Regions from separate parts of the Zea mays genome. Here region 1 is linked to region 2. A link is a contact called in public Hi-C data. All regions are on one chromosome and are shown on one strand. Each heading gives the region's core, a stretch centred on a gene start, on an enhancer-like site or on the middle of the called end of the contact. The rest is flanking DNA. Distances are from core to core; before and after follow the strand shown.

What was found. Hi-C and Micro-C count contacts between places; a contact is called where the count stands out from the background.
Region 1: a contact with region 2 is called in a Hi-C map of tassel, with 1.8 times the contacts expected there. The contact joins the promoter of LOC100285382 here to the enhancer-like site in region 2. A contact is called at or near these places in 2 of 25 Hi-C or Micro-C datasets (ear and tassel).

What each region holds. Positions count from the first base shown.
Region 1 is chr1:153,050,018-153,054,501 of Zm-B73-REFERENCE-NAM-5.0, reverse strand. It overlaps LOC100285382, which reads right to left and starts at 1,683. Exons shown (of 12, transcript NM_001158275.1): 1 at 1,287-1,683; 2 at 997-1,079; 3 at 712-904; 4 at 456-594. The coding sequence starts at 1,390.
Region 2 is chr1:152,654,516-152,659,537 of Zm-B73-REFERENCE-NAM-5.0, reverse strand. No RefSeq gene overlaps it. Among protein-coding and RNA genes, the nearest start is that of LOC103639529, 82 kb to the right of the region's middle. Within about 2 kb of position 3,562, at least 18 of the 20 cell types and tissues checked have an H3K27ac peak or open chromatin away from gene starts, as enhancers often do. A contact at or near this core is called in ear and tassel, where this site is marked.

The DNA of each region.
Region 1 (4,484 bases), core at 434-2,933, 400 kb before region 2:
TTTATGGTAGTTTTTTTTTTAAAAAAATATATATTTTGACAAACCTTTTTGCAGGAAAACACCGTTTATTTTTATAAACAAGCCTTCTTGATTTTATCTACCTTTTCTTTTCTTTTGTTCGAAACTGAGGACACTGAAATATTTGGTTGCACTAGTGACCAATGGCACAAAAAAAAACAGAAGCTAGAGACATCTCCATTGGCTTCCATGTGCTTTTTTTTCCAGCACTTGCACATGCCTTTGAGCAACCTACTAGATTCTCCACTAGTTAGTAGCATTCAGATTGACTGGAGTACTACACAATTTCGAGAGGCAAGGCAACTGGAGTTTGGTATAAAGCTCTATGGTCCAGCAGCAGCAGCACGCCTTAAAAAAAGGTTTCTGCATCAGCACAGGGTTTCATTCCAAGCCTGGAAAGCAGCAACGGGTTCAAAAGGCCTGCAGTTATCACCAACCTTGATAGCCTGCTGCATGAAGAGCATAGCAATCAGAAGCCCGAACAGCTCGCCAGCGATGCGGGTGAACCGGTTGATGATGGAGCACGCGCCTAGTATGGCCAGCAAGAAGAGCAGGATAGCAGTCCACACACAAACCCTGCACGCAAACATGACAACAACAACAAGAAGAAAAGGAACCAATTCAAACAATGCCATCATTGTACCAAACCAATCTTCAATGAATTTCTCAGTCAGCCCAGCACAGATGACCTACCAACCGGTCCAGGCCAGGAACAGATTCCGTCCGAGGTCGGGCCTGTCCTTGGCAAAGTTGAACATGAATGTGTACATGAGTACCGTCGGTTCGGCAACTCCCAGGATCAGCAGGGGCTGCCCTCCTACAATGGAGTGGATTATGCCGCACAGGGCAGTGGACGCCAACGTCTGCACTGCTGTGAGGACTCCATCTGCACAAGTACAAATAAGCTCCTCTCCTCACGCACTGCACCGAAACTAACACCACCGAGTACTTAAATTTGAACCCACCCCCTCCATTTACCAGTGTTCCTCTCCAATTGCTCCCCGAACGATATCACCGGTATCGCGGACGCGAAGAATATGTAAGTGGTAGGCGCCAGGATCCTGAAACACCCCAAAAACCACTCCTTTTCAAGATCTTGCGCGAGGCAAGAACAAACTTCAGAACAACAACAAACAAAAGGACTAGGACTAACTACCTCCGCCGCAGTCAGTTTCGAGATTTTGGCACCATGGTGATACCGAATTCCTAATCCTAGACAGCACAATGCAAGATTACGAGGAAAGATTGGAGTATCCTTCAGTTCATACCTGATACCGGCACGGAACCCTCCGGTCCAGTCCTGCTTGTAGCAGGCGAGCCTCCCGTGGAGGTCGTCCTTGATGCCCCGCAAGGGCACGAAGCTCTCCTCCATTGCCCGGGCCAAAAGGGCGTCGCTTTTCGCAGACAGGAAGATCTGAAGGTATATTCTGGATGGCCAGTCGGAGTGTCAAGTGAGGGCGTGAGGCCGTGCTTACATCTTGCGGCAGATGGAGCAGGGAGAAGTGCTACCAGTTTGGAACCTCGCAATGCATTTAGCGCGGATCCATGGAGGAAGACGAAGGCCGAGGCTATGAATGGAAGAGGAGCATAGAGAGCAGGGCTGGTTCCCGGAGGGAGAGGAGGGCAAGGGCCAGGCTCAGAGAGAGCAGCAGAGGGAAGAGCTACAGAGCAATGGAGCGGGTTTGAGGGCACATATATAGGCAGTGGCGGAGGAGGGGCACCGCTGCCAATTCACAAAAGAAATCTTGGTACAAAAAAAAAAACGTTTAAAGCAAAAAAGTTACCCTGAAAAATATGCATTGCTCAAGAACTGTCCAGGGGAGGCTTGCTGGATGCTGAGTGAGCTGAGCACACGGAAAGCAAAAAGGCACAAGAGGGGTTCCAGTGTGGTGTGTGACCTGTAGGCTCCTGATCCTGTAACTGCTGCAGCAAGTGTCACAGCTAGTTTATTTACCAGTGTATTGTTCAGTTAAAAAAAGAACAGAAAAAAAACAAGAGGGAAAATACTAAATTTTGGCTCAGTTGCCCTGGGAGGGCAGAGCCATACTGCCAGGTCCAGCTCTAGGTCAGCTGTCTGGGGGAAGAGGATACCAGGAGAAGGACCCAGCAAGCTTCCTCGCGCCGTTTTGCTAATCCCCTCCATGTGCTTGTTTTCTCCTATGTGCTCTGGTCACTGTCTAGAGAATTTCAAATTATTGCTCATAGGTTCATTGGAGGGTGTTCATGAGGATTTAAGGTGAAAAAGGCAGCAACTCTTGGAAGGATGTGCATGTGGTGTTTTCCTTGAACAAAAAGTTTAAGCAACGAAATTGCTTGTGTGTAGCTATAGAGAATAAACGACGCCCTTCAGGAAACACCTATGGATGTCAAACTCCAGCTTTTAGTAGCACGCCATCTTTATCTTTGTGGATTAGTATCTCCAAAGAAGTAATTGTATTGAAATACGACACTTCTTAACTTTCTTAAGCACACAGCAAAAACTTTCTTCAGCAAGAAGCAGGATGCCGGCAGCTCTTACTGGTTACTACTGCAGGCAACAGCCCACATGATCCCAGTACCCAGACTGAAACAAAATAAAAGTGGAAGCTATGCAATACTAGTAAGATTCACCTACTATCTGCTACATGATCAGTCACAGGTCAGTGAGTCAAGTTGCCTCAGTGTGATCTGCACATGCATCATAATCTTTTTTCCCCTATAATAATACAGTAGTTGTTCAGCTAGCTCATATAATAATGTGGACAAGGTGATGAAGCCCCTTGAGCCTGCATCCTGTTCATGTGTCCGTGGAATCTTCCAATAAGAAACCAGGGTGTCCAGGAACCCAAGAAAACTGAACTTTGATTCAGGCTTCAGGTGGGGCTCAAGAGTTGACCTTACCTTTTATCCCAGCATGCGTGACTGACTTGGCGGGAGTATTTAATTAGCAAAAGGCAGTAGTATCTTACTGTTGCTTTGGTCTGGTGTCATGAGAAGAATGTTTGTCTAGTTAACCATGTCAGCTCTGTTTCCCCGACCAAATGAATGTTTCCCGAATTGAATGAAACCTTTGTTCTCCAGTTTAGAAGAACTTAATGCTCTCAAGATAATATGGAAGCATGCATGCATGAACACATGAGCACAAATCCTGCTTGAAAAGAGGCAGGTCATGACAAGCAAATGCGGTGACAGGCTAGGTTGTGCTACAGTGAGGCTCTTGCAGCTGCACTTTCGGTGTGAGCTAGGTACACAAGGAAATTGTCATGCACGCATGGCTAGTTTTAGGGTATCTCCATCAGATCGTCTATCTCATCTCGTATATTATCCTCCATTTCAAACTCTATTCGATAAACAGTGTCATTTATAGTCCGTGTCCTCTATTTTACCAACTGTAAGTGTGATGGGCTGTTGATTATTTAGTATTTCCATCAGATCGTCTATCTCATCTCATATATTATCCTCCATTTCAAACTCTATTCGATAAACAGTGTCATTTATAGTTTGTGTCCTCTATTTTACCGACTGTAAGTATGATGGGCTGTTGATTGTTTAAATTATCACCAGGAACCGGGGGAACTCATCTTCAAAGTAATAGAAGTACAAAAGGTCCAAACTGTTCACTCTTTTCTACTGGACTAGATCATCCAACTGCCTGCCTACGTACCTAGGGCTTGTCTGATACACCTCAGTTTTACTAGTTAGGCAGTTTGTTTTGGCTTTGGTTCGCGTGAGCAGTTTCGCCTATGAAAATAAAACTGTTTACAAAACGTTTGGTAAAACTTCTCAGAAAAGATGGCAGAAGAAAGAGTTGAGAAAAATTATTAGTTTCAGCTTCACCAGGCGAGACAATTGTATTATTGGGACTACAAACAATCTGCTTCGCAACAATGCCACTCCAAACAATTATTTCGTAGAAAAGGGACTACAAACATTTTTAATTGATTCTACTACCATTTAACGTATTTGCTTCCGTTTTCCAATTCATCTCCATGTATTTGTGGTATAGGAGACGTTTTTACCCGTCACGCAACAGACAAGCAGAACTAGAAACTTGAACTGTGCTACCATGGAGGCACTTTCGAGCTCCTGCTAGAGTCGCGCCGAGGCCCCACCATCCATCCGTAGCCAGCACTGCCCTACGGACGAGCTCCGGCATGCCCCAGCTGCGATGAAATTTAGGAAAAAAAACACAAACCATTTTTTAAAGTACAATAAACAAATAGATAATACTGTATCAAATTATTAGGCCATGTGCAGTGAACACTGATAGGCAATGTGCAGATAAACAATACTAATGCTTATAACCCAATAGGTTGCCCCATTATTCAGGCTGAAGCATCAGTTATGCCCTGCGCCTCCAGCCTACTCGATGAAACGGGGGCGGCTGTGCCCAGCGTGGTGGTGGTCGTGCCCTATCTGGCGTCTCCGATCTAACAGTGATGATTTAGCTCCATGACGGCGCACGAGATGAAACGCTCAGGCCACGT
Region 2 (5,022 bases), core at 2,313-4,812:
AACACGCTGGACGATCCATGCCCCTGCGTGCAAGACGGTCTGTAGTCTAGCAATAGTCAAGGGAGGCCAACCATAAGAAGAATTTACACGCAGTGCCCATAACTTCCATATTCGCTTGGCTGGCTCAAACTCTGTCGATCCCACAAAGAAACGCTCATATGCAGACTTCGAAGAGTAGATACCCAACACAGAGAGGGACCAAATGAACTGACCTTGAACTCTTGGGGTGAGCTGAAATGTGTGCAACAAATCCCATCAAACAAAGAACTCATATAAATTGTCATGAGACAGATCCCCTCTAATGTCATTACCAATGAATTATTTGGTAGAGCATCCATCACTTTTCTTGTCTTGGAGATATGCTTAGGCACCATTTTAGCCAAATTAGGAGCCAGATCTGCCACCGAATAGCCTTGTAGCCATCGATCAAGCCAGAACAGGGTTACGTTCCCATCACCAACCACAGAGCATACTGATGCAGTAAAGATAACATCTGCGCAGGGAAGAACTTGTATGTCAAAACTAGCCCATGGACGGTCTGGTTGTGTTTTCTTGAGCCAAAGCCATCTTAAGTTTAAGGACCAACCCAACACCTCCAAGTTATGGATACTAAGCCCACCAGACTTATGAGGTCTACAAACATTTTGCCATCCAACCATACAGTGACCCCCTTTTACATCTTTTCACCCTTTCCATAAGAACCCCCTTTTGATTTTGTTAATAGTTTTAATAACCCACTTAGGACACTGCATAGCAATGAGATGATAGATAGGAATAGCAATGAGGACTGCTTTGACTAAGGTAGCTCTTCCTGCTTGATTAATGAGAGCTGCCTTCCAACTAGGGAGCTGATCAGCGATCTTGTCAATAAATGGAAAAAGGTCACTCTTCTTAAGCTTCTTGATTGACAGAGGAAACCTCAAATACATGCATGGAAAGTGGACCACCTTACAGGGCATTATCTGTTAAACCACTTCCAACTGTTCCTCACTACACCTGATAGGACTAATAGAACTCTTATTGATATTAGTTTTTAAACCTGAAGCTTCACCGAAGACCCGGATAATTTCACCGAAGACTCTTCAGGTTGGGGTTGTATGAATAATACTACACCATCGACGTATAAAGATAATCTTTGCCCATTGAATGAAACATGTGATGCTTAAGAGGGGGTGAATTAGGACTTCTAAAACTTTCTCTAAACTAGGCCACAATTAAATCCCTAGAGCAAAACCTATGCAATTTAAACAATCTAGAATGTGCAAACTAGGTTTTGTCTATGTGTTGCTATCTCTACCATAATGTCTAAGTTTCAATCCTAAACAATATAAGTATAAAGACAAGATTGAAACTTAAATGCTTAATATAAATGCGGAAGCTAAAGAGCAAGGTAGAGATGCAAACTCTCGTGGATGACACTGGTATTTTTACCGAGGTATCCGGAACCACGCAAGGTCCCGACTAATCCTCGTTGGTGCCCCTACGCAAAGGGAAGCCCACGTGAGGGCCAAGCACCACAGTCGAGTAACTCCGTAGAAAGCCACGGGCCTTCTCCACGTGCAAGTGGTGCTCCGCTTTCGGCTCCTCTCGGATGCTCCCCGCCGTCCCCACTATCGAGCTTCCAGCCAAAAACGTCGCAGGCCTCGTTCCCTCTGGTACACGGTGGCGACCGTAACACAAACGTGGTTGTCACGTCGCAAGACTCTTGCCTCACTCGGTACAATTACAATGGCTCATGCAAGAGCCGAGGGGTTGTGTGGTTTTTTTAAACTCACTCAACTAACTAGGATTCACCTAGAGCAAGAGCTAATGCGGTCTAACTAACCTAAGCACTTCGCAAAGCACCTACACTAATCACCAAGTGATTCTATTAAGCACTTGGGTGTATGAGCACATGGAAATGTCTACTATATGCCTTAGTATGTTTCTTGGGCTCCCACACCTTGAAATGGCCGGTTGGGTGAAGTATATATAGGCCCCAACTCAATTTTATCCGTTGGAGAAAAGCTACTGCTCCGCGGCACACCGGACAATTCGGTGGAGGCACCGGACAGTCCGGTGCCCCTGTCCGGTGCACCTTGCTGTTGGATCAGACACGCAGGTGGCTGTTGGTGTTGTAGGATTTTACACCGGACAGTCTGGACGTCACACCAGACAATTCGGTGGCTTCTCTCCACCAGTGCCACCAGGAAGTAGCCGTTGGGCTACCAGACAGTTCGGCGTGTGGTACTGGACAATCTGGTGTGCCACCGGACAGTCCGATGCTCTCAGCCGGACAGTCCGCCAGTGGCAACACTATTCTTCGTTTCTTGGACTTTGCTTGATACTTGTTGATCTTCAATTGTGATCTTCATAATGTCTTCTTTTGAGGTGTTGCTTTACTCAATGCCTTAGTCCAAGTAACTTTAGCATCATGTGAACTACAAACATAAACACAAGCAAACACATTAGTCCACATGTTACGTTGATCATCAAACACCAAAACCTTTTGAGACAAATGGCCTGGGGTCCATTTTCCTTACACCCATTAGCACTATTCAACACAGGTCATAACAACCCTTGATCCGAAGCTTCAGTTATGATGGAATTCAAAATGTCCAAAACCAAAATGAACAACATAGGAGATAGTGGATCAACTTGACGAAGGTCTCTTTGATGATAGATCAATCCCCTCGGCTCACTATTTACAAGGACTCTGGTGGAGGAAGAGCGCAGCAGTTTGGAAACCACAACACACCAAAAAGGCTCAAAACCCATATGTCTAAGCACCTCAAAAAGTAAAGGCCAAGAAACTGAATCGAAGGCCTTGCTAATATCTAACTTCAGTAGAATCATGTCGTTTTTTGCAAATACAATGCCTTGGCGGTTTGCTGCAACAACATAATAATTGTCATGTATGCACCTGCCTTTAACAAACTTACTCTGACTTGTAGCGACCAAATTGGACAATTTTGGAGCAAGACGAACTGCTAGCACCTTGGAGACAATTTTAGTAAAACTGTGAATAAGGCTTATGGGACGAAAGTCATTGACCTCTACGTGTCATACCTAGATTGTAAATAATAAGAAAAGAGTTGATCTCATTATATGTTTTGCCCTCTCCTTATTAGAACATAGGAATAACCATAATTAAACTGAACAATTAACCAATGACACATAAATAATCTATGCATCATGTTGGAGTTTATTTGTGTGTGCATTTAATAATAATAACAATAATACTAATAGAAATACATTAATGTCCAAATTAGAATTTAAGACCTAATTTGCAATTTAGAATTTGGAGAAAGAGAAGGGAAATACTATATAAAATAAAGAAAATAAATATATAAATAAATAAAATCCTTCCATACTGGTATGTTCAATTTGTACATTTGATCTAGATACAAAAACTCACAACAAAACATGGATTTAAATTTGAGATTCAAAAATAAAGAGAAAAGAAAACAGAAAAGAAAAGAAAAAAAGAAATGGGTGCATCTGCGTCTCCACACGCAGCCCAACTGGGCCAGTGCGCCGACACCCCGGCCCCTCTCGTCAGCTAGACGCGCCGGGCGCCACTGCATATGGGGCCCGCGCGTCAGCCGATCTTCACTCTGCGTCGTGTCTGTCTCGCTAACAAGTGGGCTGCGGTGGGCAGAAACTCTCGTCTTCCAGCTAACCGCGACGCCGCGCTTGTCCGAACTCTCCGTCGCGGATTTCGACAATCATGCAACGGATTAGGCTGATGTGCCGTAGTTAGGGTCGTCTGGTACTGTTAAATAGGTTGCCCCTCTCCACCTGTCCGTTCGGTCACCACTATCTACCCAAACAACCAGTGCCGGCAATCTCGCGTAGAGGAGGGTAGAGCATCACCAGAGTTGGCCGCTTCACCGACGTGGCAACTGTGGTGCCGTAGGCGACTCGTCGTTGGCCGCGTGGTGTACACCTGGATCTTGGGGCGGGCCGATTTGGTGGCTAGGGCACCAGGGGGGAGCTCGTCGGTGACAAGAATCACCGCGCGTCCGCCTTGTATCGTGGACAACCACCTGCTACGCTTTCCCTTTGGTATGTACCTACCCGAGCCCTCATCCTGGTAATGGACTTCATGTCGCGTAGCCCTAGGCTAGGTATAACTCGCGGGATAGCCTTGAATTGCTCATCGGCGTTTGGTGGTGGCCAGTGATCCGTGTCTCTCGGGGGCAGGTATACCGGGTGACCAACTGACCAATTAGTGGTCTTCTGGCGTTCGACAGATGGGCTGATGGCGGATCAACATGATAATTCGTGTCGGGGTACCGGGGGCGCGCCAGGGGATGATCGCGGTGTCACCGGAATCATCACTACCGCGGAATGCCGACGGCGTCGCCCTGGTTCGGTCAACAGGGGCGTCGGGGGCGACCATGGGATTGCTGGCACCGTTGGATTCCGTAGCGACGGCTAAGATTGGATCCTGGCGTAACGATTGGGGCAAGGGGATCAGAACCATTAAGATCCGATAGGGCGGATCGGGGCGACTCCGGGGCAAGTAAGATCCGTGCCGTAGATTTTAGATCCTGGGGTCGGCATCGCGTACCGGTTCGCTGGTTAATAAATCTAATCTGGGCCGTTCAGGGGAGATCAGATGGATAGTATCAGCCGATACCCTTTCAGTCATACGTTTTGCAAAAGAACCCCGAGAAAAATAGGAACTAACCCGCATAGCATTGAGCATAGTAAAGAGTTTAAATCTAAGTCTTGGGAATTTTATGAGTTAGTCCCTGAACTTCCTGGTATTTGTGCACGCGGTCCAGACACTTAATAAATCAGAGGAATTAATATAGAAAATGATTTTTAGTGTAAAAATAATCCCAAAACTTGTTTAATTCATATAAAATTTATTTAACTCCTTTTTAACCCATTCCAGATGCATTAATTTGGTAATAATATTGTTTATCACTTGGTAACTCTGTTTTAGCATGAAACCTAGATTAAAATTGATCACTTGGTTATTTTTGTACCAAACACATAAAACCTTCGGAAAATCATAACCTATCATTCGTT